3 separate regions of the Mus musculus genome follow, and all the other regions are linked to region 1. Evidence: chromatin contacts called from public promoter capture Hi-C data. All regions are on one chromosome and are shown on one strand. The core of a region is the stretch at or near the end of the contact, and the rest is flanking DNA. Distances in the headings are between cores, read along the strand shown. Region 1 overlaps Pcmtd1 (protein-L-isoaspartate (D-aspartate) O-methyltransferase domain containing 1). Region 2 holds the start of 1700034P13Rik (RIKEN cDNA 1700034P13 gene). Region 3 holds the start of Sgk3 (serum/glucocorticoid regulated kinase 3).

Region 1 (2,818 bases), core at 190-2,689:
ATTACTATCTGGAAGGCTACCGAGACAATGCTTACAAAGACTTAGCCTGGAAGCACGGGAACATACACTTGTCAGCACCTTGCATTTATTCTGAAGTTATGGAAGCTTTGAAACTTCAACCAGGATTATCTTTTCTTAACCTGGGAAGTGGAACCGGATATTTAAGTACAATGGTGGGCTTAATTTTAGGTAATTTTATTTTTGTAAATTTCTCTTTATAAAGTGAGCTTAGTTTGCATGGCTCTTCTTGACCTACAGCATATTTGTAACTATGTCTAGTGTGTCTGAATGTGTTTGTTTAAAGCAGTATAGTGTTTGTTTAGGTGTGGGAACACACGGTTGTAGTAATTTCCTCTTTCCTAGCCATGATCCTGATGGTTGGTCAACTCTTGCACTGTTCTGTCTAGTTACAGTATATACAGCAGTATATACTGTATACTTAAAATCTCAGTACTTAAAATCAAACAACTCGGGCTGGGTCTGTAGTTCAGCTAGTGCACTTACCTAGCATGTATAAATCCCTGGGTTTGACCTAACACGTCACATACCATCACAGTGGCAGGAGACTTAGAAACCAAAGTCATCCTTAATAACATACTAACTACAGAGTGAGTTTGAGGCCAGTCTAGGATACATGACAGCCCCCCACCTCCAATACACATATACTGTCCTACCCCCCCCCCCAAAAAAAAACTGGCAGACAAGAAGCTTAGAAGTATGTAAAGTGTTCTTTCTACTGATACATGATTTTTGATTGTTTCTTATCAATGTCCCATTTTAAGTGGTAAGGGAATTGTGCCAGTCAGACAGCAAGGGACTGGGGAAAAGCATATTGCAACATATTTTGAGTCTGTTGTACTGGGCATTGCTTCTGGTGTAAAACAGAGGAGGGATCAAAAGGGACCAAGATTTTTTGCCTTTGAAGAGCTTAGGGGGTTCTCAAAATGAGTGCTAGTATTGCATATGACACATAATCATATCTCCTCATGTCCAAATGAAAACAACCAGGCCATAATAACAAACTTGTAGCTTCCAGTGGCCATGGATTACTGGGCTCCTGAAAGGAAAGCTGGGGCTGTATGGGATGGATGGCGAGAGAAATGAAGAGCCAAGACAAAGTTTTCTGATCAAAGCCCAGTGTTTACTTTTGAATCTGAGCTTATAAAATGGGGGAACCCATCTCCCACTGTGCCAGGATCTCATCAGGAGCGGAAGCAGCAGATGTGGCCTGACAATAGACCTTACCTAAGTTGGAAGACTCCACCCTAGGTGGGCTAGCCAGCTGTGAAAAACACAGGGTCTGAATCAGCCTGCCCAAGGCTGGGGGGAAGGGCATAACTCCTCCCTTTTTATTTATTAAAAATTAGCTAGACCGGAGCATAAGATTTACTTATGCTCCGTGGTCCTGCCTGGGAATTATGGTGGCTCACAGCCACGTCTGTTTTAGGACTGAATCTATTGGACTCTCTCTTATCCTTCCTGGAGGTCACTTGCAGCTTGTTTGTGTTTATTTGCACAAACACAACCTTTTAGTGTTTATTACGAACAAACACGGCCTCTTGGCACATGCTTCCTTCTGTCTTAGGATGAAAAGAGCCATAGACTAGTGGCCTGTCCTGGACTACCGGCCCTTATAGCACACCTTTTTCCTATTCAGACCAAAGCCACAATATGCACTCAATGCATCTCTCCATAGCAATGAATAATTGCCATCTGATCTTTGCTGAAGATGGACCTGTATAGAGGTAACTAACCTGTTTAAAATACAAAGTCAAAAGTTAAAAGCAACAGAATTAAAGTTGCCTGGAGGATGTCCCAATTTTAGTTGTAAATTAGCAACATCAGACCATGGTCTGGCCTCCTGGTGTGGGGGAGGTGGCTTTGAGAACCAACAGAAAGAACTGTTACTTCTTAGGAAATAGTGGTAAAAAGCCAGGTAAGCTGGCTGATAGAGATTTTTAGCTATCTTCATAATTGAAATCTCCAATATTGGATTTATTTCTAGACCAGTCTATGATTGAGTCGGAATAACTGGTCACATTAAAGGAAAAAGAAGAGTCAGTTTTCACAGTCTCTATGTGCTCTGTCCCAAAAGGTCTAAAAGCTTGAAGCAAGGCAGCTAAGCTTGTCTAATCTGGGACACAGGCAAGCAAAAGTGGTTCAAGAAATACACCCAGTACATCTTTCCTGTCACCATTGTCAGGGTACTCAGCAAGCTCAGACCATTATCCCTTTGTGTCAGAATGTTACACTAATCACTCTGGCAACTAGCATGCATTCTGTGGAAAAAACACAAACCTGCCCTCTTCCCCATATTAAAAACCTGATCAGGATCATGCCATATGCTAGTAAGTATTTACTTTCATCTCATCTGTGCATGAGTATGCCTAGTTGTAGGATGCTATAGACACTCAGCAAAGAGTTCCTTGGCATCCAAATTTTAAAATTTATTTTTAAAAAGGTGTGATTTAAATAATGTACACGGGGATATAATTCCCCCCTTTTTTGTTTTTTAAGAAGATATTGTTTTAAAGTTTGACAATACTTTGTCTTTGAGAATTATAAAAAATCCCAGTAACATGGGAAGCATTAAATTGTTGACAAAATAACTCAAATGCTTGGCTGTAATAGCCAGTTCCATTATCTGTTCTAATCTTATTTGGAACACCAAGCATAAAAAAAAGAAAAAAATTAATGTAGGCAATGACTAATTACAGTTTTAGTTGCTTCTCCTGTTAAGGCCAATTGTAACTAGAAAGTCTGAAAAGGTGTCAGTAGTCAAATGTGCATATTTTATTTTTTAAAACCCAGAAATATG
Region 2 (2,858 bases), core at 204-2,703, 2.6 Mb after region 1:
AGTCTGATGCAATATAGTGTGGACAACTTTCTGAACTAGGATCTCACTCCCAAATTCACCTGGAAAGTGCTTGGTAACAAGTTTCATTGCAACATCATAAACATTACTATTCAAAGATGGATCGCTTTCATACTGAAACCAATATACTGTTTCTCTGACTACTCTTCCTCCCCACTCCAAAGTGATAGGAAAAGCTTCTGGAAGATTGTCATACTCTTTACCTTCCCAAAAATGTTTGAATCCACAACCACATTTGCCACCAGTAGACCTAGAATTAGTTCTGTCTCCATCCAAATACACAATAGAGCCATCTCCTCTGACTCTTCGCACAGATGAGCCATGGCACCAATTACAAGCTGTTAGATTACTCAATCCATAGTCTGGTAGCAGAACATCTTTTACTGGATCATATGAACAAACCAAATTGTTTAAGGGAAAGCTGTAATTTTTGTCAGGCCTCAACTGCCCATGAGTACTTTTTGCCAAGTTATACAGTTTCCCTCCTGGAGCCAACCACTCAGAAGGGACATGAAGTTCAGAAAGGGCACCACAAAGCAAACACTTGTGAAGGCGATTGTCCATTACTGCCTTTTTAGCAGCTGCTGTAACTTCCTCAGGCTGAACTCCTATCACCCCAGTCCTTCTGTAGAAATACTGATGTACATCAGCAACCAAACTAGGATGGATACCATGTTTGTCCATAAAGACTTCTTCCATAGCAGCAACCAGCCTAAGTAAGTACTTATCCTGCAAACTTCTGTCTCCTCCAATAACACAGCCACCATCCTCCTCAAGCTTGATGTACTTTTTAATAAGGTCCTGAGGCACACCCCATGCTTTAGGTAACAAATTCATGGGTAGTTTGGGCAGGGCAGCCCCCTTTATGCCTACCAAGGGAATATAATGGTTTCTACCAGAGCTACTCCACGCAATACAGATTGGCTTGTTCAAATGACCATCTCTCCCAGTGCATTTCTCTGCAGGTATGAGGCCAGGTAGAAAGGTGGCTGAATAATCACCAGAGCTTCTCATGCCGCTGAGGGAATCTAAAAGAATTATGGGACGATGTAACACATTGGCAAGGCCGAATATGTGGATATTCCTCAGGCCTAAGGGGACACCTTCAGGTGGCACAAACAGAGGGTCACATTCATTGATAATGTCCTCCCACTCGGCAGCATCAATAAAGTCATGAAACAGGGCTTGATATCGGGCTAGGTGCTGCTGAAAGTGCTGCTTAAGATTCTCCCTCAGAGCATGCCAGAAGAGCTCTCGGCCTACTAGAGCCCTAGACACAGCATGCACTAGGCAGTGTCCATCCCCATCCACATGCACTGGGATGAGGCATTCTTGACTTTTATTAGCCCGTTTGATATCCTCGAGCGTGTCGTGCAAATACAGGAGGCTTCCGGAGCGGTCCTTGCCATAGCCCACTGTGTTGACGTGCTCTGGTTCGATGAGGAAGGCCCGGTCACCAAGTAACGCGCAATCGAACAGTTCGCCTTGGTTCATGTCCCGGAGAAGCTTGGCCCGGCCCGTTTGTTTGTCCATTCCATAGCGTGCCAATATTGGCGACAATAATTTGCAGTGGTAGTTGGAGAGGCCCATCACCTTTACCAGTTCCGTGTTCTTCTTGGGAGCCCCCGTCACTCCGAGTAGCGCGTTCCGCAGCAGATTGTGCAGCACTACGTCCGGGTCGGTCACCTCCTCCACTCCCAGCAGCTGTTGCTGCTCGTGCCGCTGTCCGCACTCGGTACACTCGATGCTGACAGAACCCGAGGCCGGGAAGAAGAGGCGCGCCTGGCACTTGGGATCCGGGCAACTCCCGGAAAGGATTCTTCGGTCCCTTCGTTTCGAAAGGCCCCCCGGAGAAGCCGCCGCCGCCAGAGACGACGAAGTCTGCGGAGCCTCAGGGGGAGGCGGCGGCGGCGGCAGCGGAGGAGGCGGCGGCGGCTGAGACATCGCTCTCGGCTCTCGCTCGGCGTCCCAAGCGACCCTCAAAGGCACATAGCCAGACCTCCGCCGGCCCGACGAGGTCTAGTCCAGGCCCAGGGCGAATGGCTTTCCTTTTCCTACCAGTTCCTCCTCCTCCTAGGCGAAGGCGGAAGCGCCGGACGTTGTTTCTCTTCTCACTTCTCCACTGCCTTAGCCGTTGCCCCGAACGTAACGGCCACCACCCCACCCCGCACTCACACTCACTCACTCTCGCTCTCTCCCTCAGACACAGACATACACGCCCTCACTGAGACTGCGCAGGCGTAGCTTCTGCTCTGCCCTCTGGGAACCAGAGTCTTCCGGCTCCTCTCTCGCGAAGGAGTGCTAGGCGCTTCCGTCCAGAAAGAACTTCAAATACCGTGATGCAAAGCGACTCGACGCACGCGGGGAGGAGGAAGAGGAAGGCACTCGGAAGGTGGGGGCAGAAAGGAAGTCGATGATTCGCGGAGCTTGTCGGTAGTTGTATTTTTAACTGGATCTCTTTTGTAGTTTGTCCCCCATTCTATGGCCCACGAGAAAGAGTCAGAGAAATCACATTCCTAGGCTGCTGTGGGTAGTGTCCCCCTGCACTTTCCCCTTGCGCAGAAAGGAGTGTGCTTGGGGAAAACAAAAGTGCAAAGGATTGGTGTGGAAGAGGGTCTAAAGTCCACCACCACTGCTAGGAAGTCCGGGTTAAAGGTCCTAAGAACATGGAAGGAGTTTTCTATGAGGCTACTTTTTTTTTTAAGTATATTAATTTTTCAAATACGATGTCATTTTTTTAAAATTACCACTTAGCTAGCAAGTGCCGTAACTGAGCTTCTATCTTATTCGTAGTTATAAGCTGGTAGGTTAATGATGAAAGGTCACAGTTTGAGAATTAC
Region 3 (2,872 bases), core at 219-2,718, 2.7 Mb after region 1:
TTTCTTGTCCATAAATGTTGGTGGGCTCTCGATCTCTCTTCCCCCCTCCCCCGCCCCACGTTCTTTATAGTGGTAAGACAAATTTATCCTGGAAACACTAAAATGGTTTCCATCTGTTTTTTTTTTTTTCCCTAACGTCAAAATGTGGTGATAGTTAGGTATTTATCTTTTAATCGAGAATGATGTCATTCCCTTAGTGTTTATTGACATAAAATTTCCTTTTGTCCAAGAGCATTTCTTCAGTATTATGAATATGGCTTTAATTAGCAGATACACTGATCACTTGTTTTTTTGTCACAGAGAAGATGTGTGCTTTATTGTGTGTATTGCTTTGTAAGCAGATCATAGTGGAACATATAAATGACTGCTGCAATATGTTGGGCTCTATGAACTGTATTTTCTTGTCCATTTCCCAAAGCCATGGAGAATCGCTGTTAAGAAAGTCCTGTGAGAATAATAGGTTTCACAGTATAAAAGAATTTGGGTTCACAACCTATTTTAAGGACAAGGCCATATTGCAGCATGGATAGTACAAATAACTTTTCTTACATTTATTCATGAGGCTAAATCTTCTGAGTATCGTTCTAAAATATAAAGAGTTCTTTGAATTTACGGAACTCACTCATTCATCTCAGTTCCTCTATTTGTTCATAGATTTGTGGCAAATTTTCTGGAACCATATGATTCAAAGGGTAGATTAATGTAAAATATGAAGCATGCCATGCAGACAGAAATCCTTTAAACAGTTGTGTGGGTCTACTTTCACGTGGTATCAGATAAAACCTAAACTACAGTGGTGGTGTGGCTCTCTAGTTCAAAATTTTAACTCTACTCCACAACCATTGAATCGTGTAATTCTTAGTTCCCCATTCACAGAACGGGTTTTTAAAAACGCAGCTTCTGTAGTTAAATGGACAAGCACCAGCAGTAGAGTGTGTTGGGTAGTTTAAAAATAACAAACAAAAATAATCCATAGATCTAAAATGATCAAGAGAAACGCATATTATCTGTACATAGCATCTATCTGCCAATTTGTGAGAGCCCTCGCTCATCCATAAACACTGGTCAAAAAAAAAAAAAAAAATCAATCTGCTGACGTGGGAAAAAGTGTAGAAAACTGCCCAGAAAAAGCTAAAGGAAGCACAGTGGGCTCTCCAGATCGTCCGAATACTTATTTGGCTTCTGCAGCGTCCAGCTTGCAGGAAGCCGCAGCCCCCAGCCCTCTGCCACCGCCCGGGTCCGCTCTGCCGCCCGGGCTCCCGAGTGGGCCAAGGTCACCCTCGCCGCGGACCTCGCGCATCCCGTCAGCTGAGCGCAGGAGTCCGGCGGCGTCTCCTCCTGAACTTTGCACCCCGCGTGACGGGCGAGCGCGGGTAGCCGAGCGGTCCCGCCATCCGCGCGGGTCCCGGCCGACCCCGCCGTCCCCTCGCGCCGCCCGCCCGCCCGCCCGCCGCCCGGCGCTTCGCGGGAGGAGCCGCCGTGACGCGTCAGGGAGGAAACGCCGGCGCCCGGCCGCGCCGCCGGGAAGAAGAAACTGCCAGCGCTCTGGGCTCCGCGCCCGGGCGCCCGGACGCCGCACAGCCGGGTAGGTGCGGGGCGGGTGCGCCGGTCTGCGTGCCGGGGTCCCGGCCGGGCTCTCTCGGGCGCCGGGGTCCCGCCGCGGCCCGGCGCGGTCTTTGTGTGCTCCGGGAGAGCTCAGCGCCGTGGCGTGGGGCTCCCTCGCGCGGGGGAGCGCGGGCGGCTCGCCCGGCCCCCCGAGCGGGGCAGCGGGTGGCGAGGACCCGGGAGCCCACCTGACGCGGGATGGGGTTCTGCGCGGACCCGCCGGGGCGACGGTGTGAAGTGGTCGGCAGGGCTAGATCGCGTCGCCACTCTTTTTCAAGTTCTCAGACTCGAACCCTTCGGTCTGTTTTCGCTCGGTCGATTCTCACGGTTCAAGCACCGACGAATGCCGCCTTAAAGCGCGCTGAGGTTTTCGGTTCTAGGGCGCGCTTAGGGATGGTTCTTTGGACCGGTAGAAAAGAGAAGGGATTCGCCTCTTGAAACAAAGGTCTTTGACTTAATGTTGCACCGAATGCCTGGTTGAACTGCAGTTCTGCAGGCAGAGACTATGCTGGATGCACTTAGGATTCGAGAATAAACACAGAAGAAGAAAGAGAGAGAGAGAGAGGGGGAGAGAGAGAGAGAGAGAGAGAGAGAAAGAGAGAGGAAAACAAAACAACAAAACCCCAAAAACGCCTCTTGGGTAGAGTCTTGCCCTTCTCACTAGATTGTTTACCTAACAGGCCTGGAAAGTGCCTGCTTTATTTAGCAAACACAGCTCATACTATGAACTGCTCTGTTTCCTAAGTGCTTTATAAATATTACCTCAAATTCTTAACTCAAAATGATAAGTTATTTGTGGTTGTAGCCACGAAGAGGCCATGCATACTCTAGTTCCCCAATGTTATAGAAAGAGCTGGAAACATTAGAGGAAGTTTCAGACATATTTTAGGAATGGGTGTGCCTTCTGCCCCCTTAGGCTACCACTCCCTTAAGGCAAGTTCTTACCCTTCATTCCCCGTAGGATTCAGGCGTGGAGAGATGGGACCTGTTGCTGGCAGGTCTCAGGCCAGATCCCATGTAACTTCAGAAAGGTGGACTCTCTGATTCCAAGTCTGACAACTCAGACATCAGAAGTTCCCTTTCTTTACACTGCCACTGGACTGAACCTAGTTTTGTTTTTATAGGGAGCTTTGTTTTCAATATGTTTGACAATTTATATGACGTGGCTCAGATGGGAGCATCAGATTAAACTTGAACTGTGAAACAGAACCCTTTTTGTTTGTAGACATTACCATTAACAGTTTGGTAATTTTTTTTTTTGCGGTTG

The links. Promoter capture Hi-C pulls out the DNA fragments that hold promoters and counts their contacts.
Region 2: a promoter capture Hi-C map of liver shows a contact between it and region 1, with 5 times the contacts expected there. The contact joins the promoter of 1700034P13Rik here to the enhancer-like site in region 1. A contact is called at or near these places in 5 of 39 promoter capture datasets (the C10 cell line, cranial neural crest, liver and 1 more), 1 of 115 datasets of contacts at active chromatin or transcription factors (embryonic forebrain) and 1 of 9 other capture datasets (adipose tissue).
Region 3: a contact with region 1 is called in a promoter capture Hi-C map of liver, with 7 times the contacts expected there. The contact joins the promoter of Sgk3 here to the enhancer-like site in region 1. A contact is called at or near these places in 4 of 39 promoter capture datasets (the 3T3-L1 cell line, hippocampal neurons and liver) and 2 of 115 datasets of contacts at active chromatin or transcription factors (large pre-B cells and pro-B cells).

The regions. Positions count from the first base shown.
Region 1 is chr1:7,120,427-7,123,244 of GRCm38.p6, forward strand. It overlaps Pcmtd1 (protein-L-isoaspartate (D-aspartate) O-methyltransferase domain containing 1), which reads left to right. Exons shown (of 6, transcript NM_183028.3): 2 at 1-189. Among named protein-coding and RNA genes, the nearest start is that of Pcmtd1, 33 kb to the left of the region's middle. Within about 2 kb of position 1,440, at least 7 of the 459 cell types and tissues checked have an H3K27ac peak or open chromatin away from gene starts, as enhancers often do. A contact at or near this core is called in liver, where this site is marked.
Region 2 is chr1:9,746,195-9,749,052 of GRCm38.p6, forward strand. 1700034P13Rik (RIKEN cDNA 1700034P13 gene) reads left to right here and starts at 1,454. Exons shown (of 4, transcript NR_040462.1): 1 at 1,454-2,410. It overlaps Vcpip1 (valosin containing protein (p97)/p47 complex interacting protein 1), which reads right to left and starts at 2,188. Exons shown (of 3, transcript NM_173443.3): 1 at 1-2,188. The coding sequence starts at 1,962.
Region 3 is chr1:9,796,662-9,799,533 of GRCm38.p6, forward strand. It overlaps Sgk3 (serum/glucocorticoid regulated kinase 3), which reads left to right and starts at 1,469. Exons shown (of 18, transcript NM_133220.2): 1 at 1,469-1,585.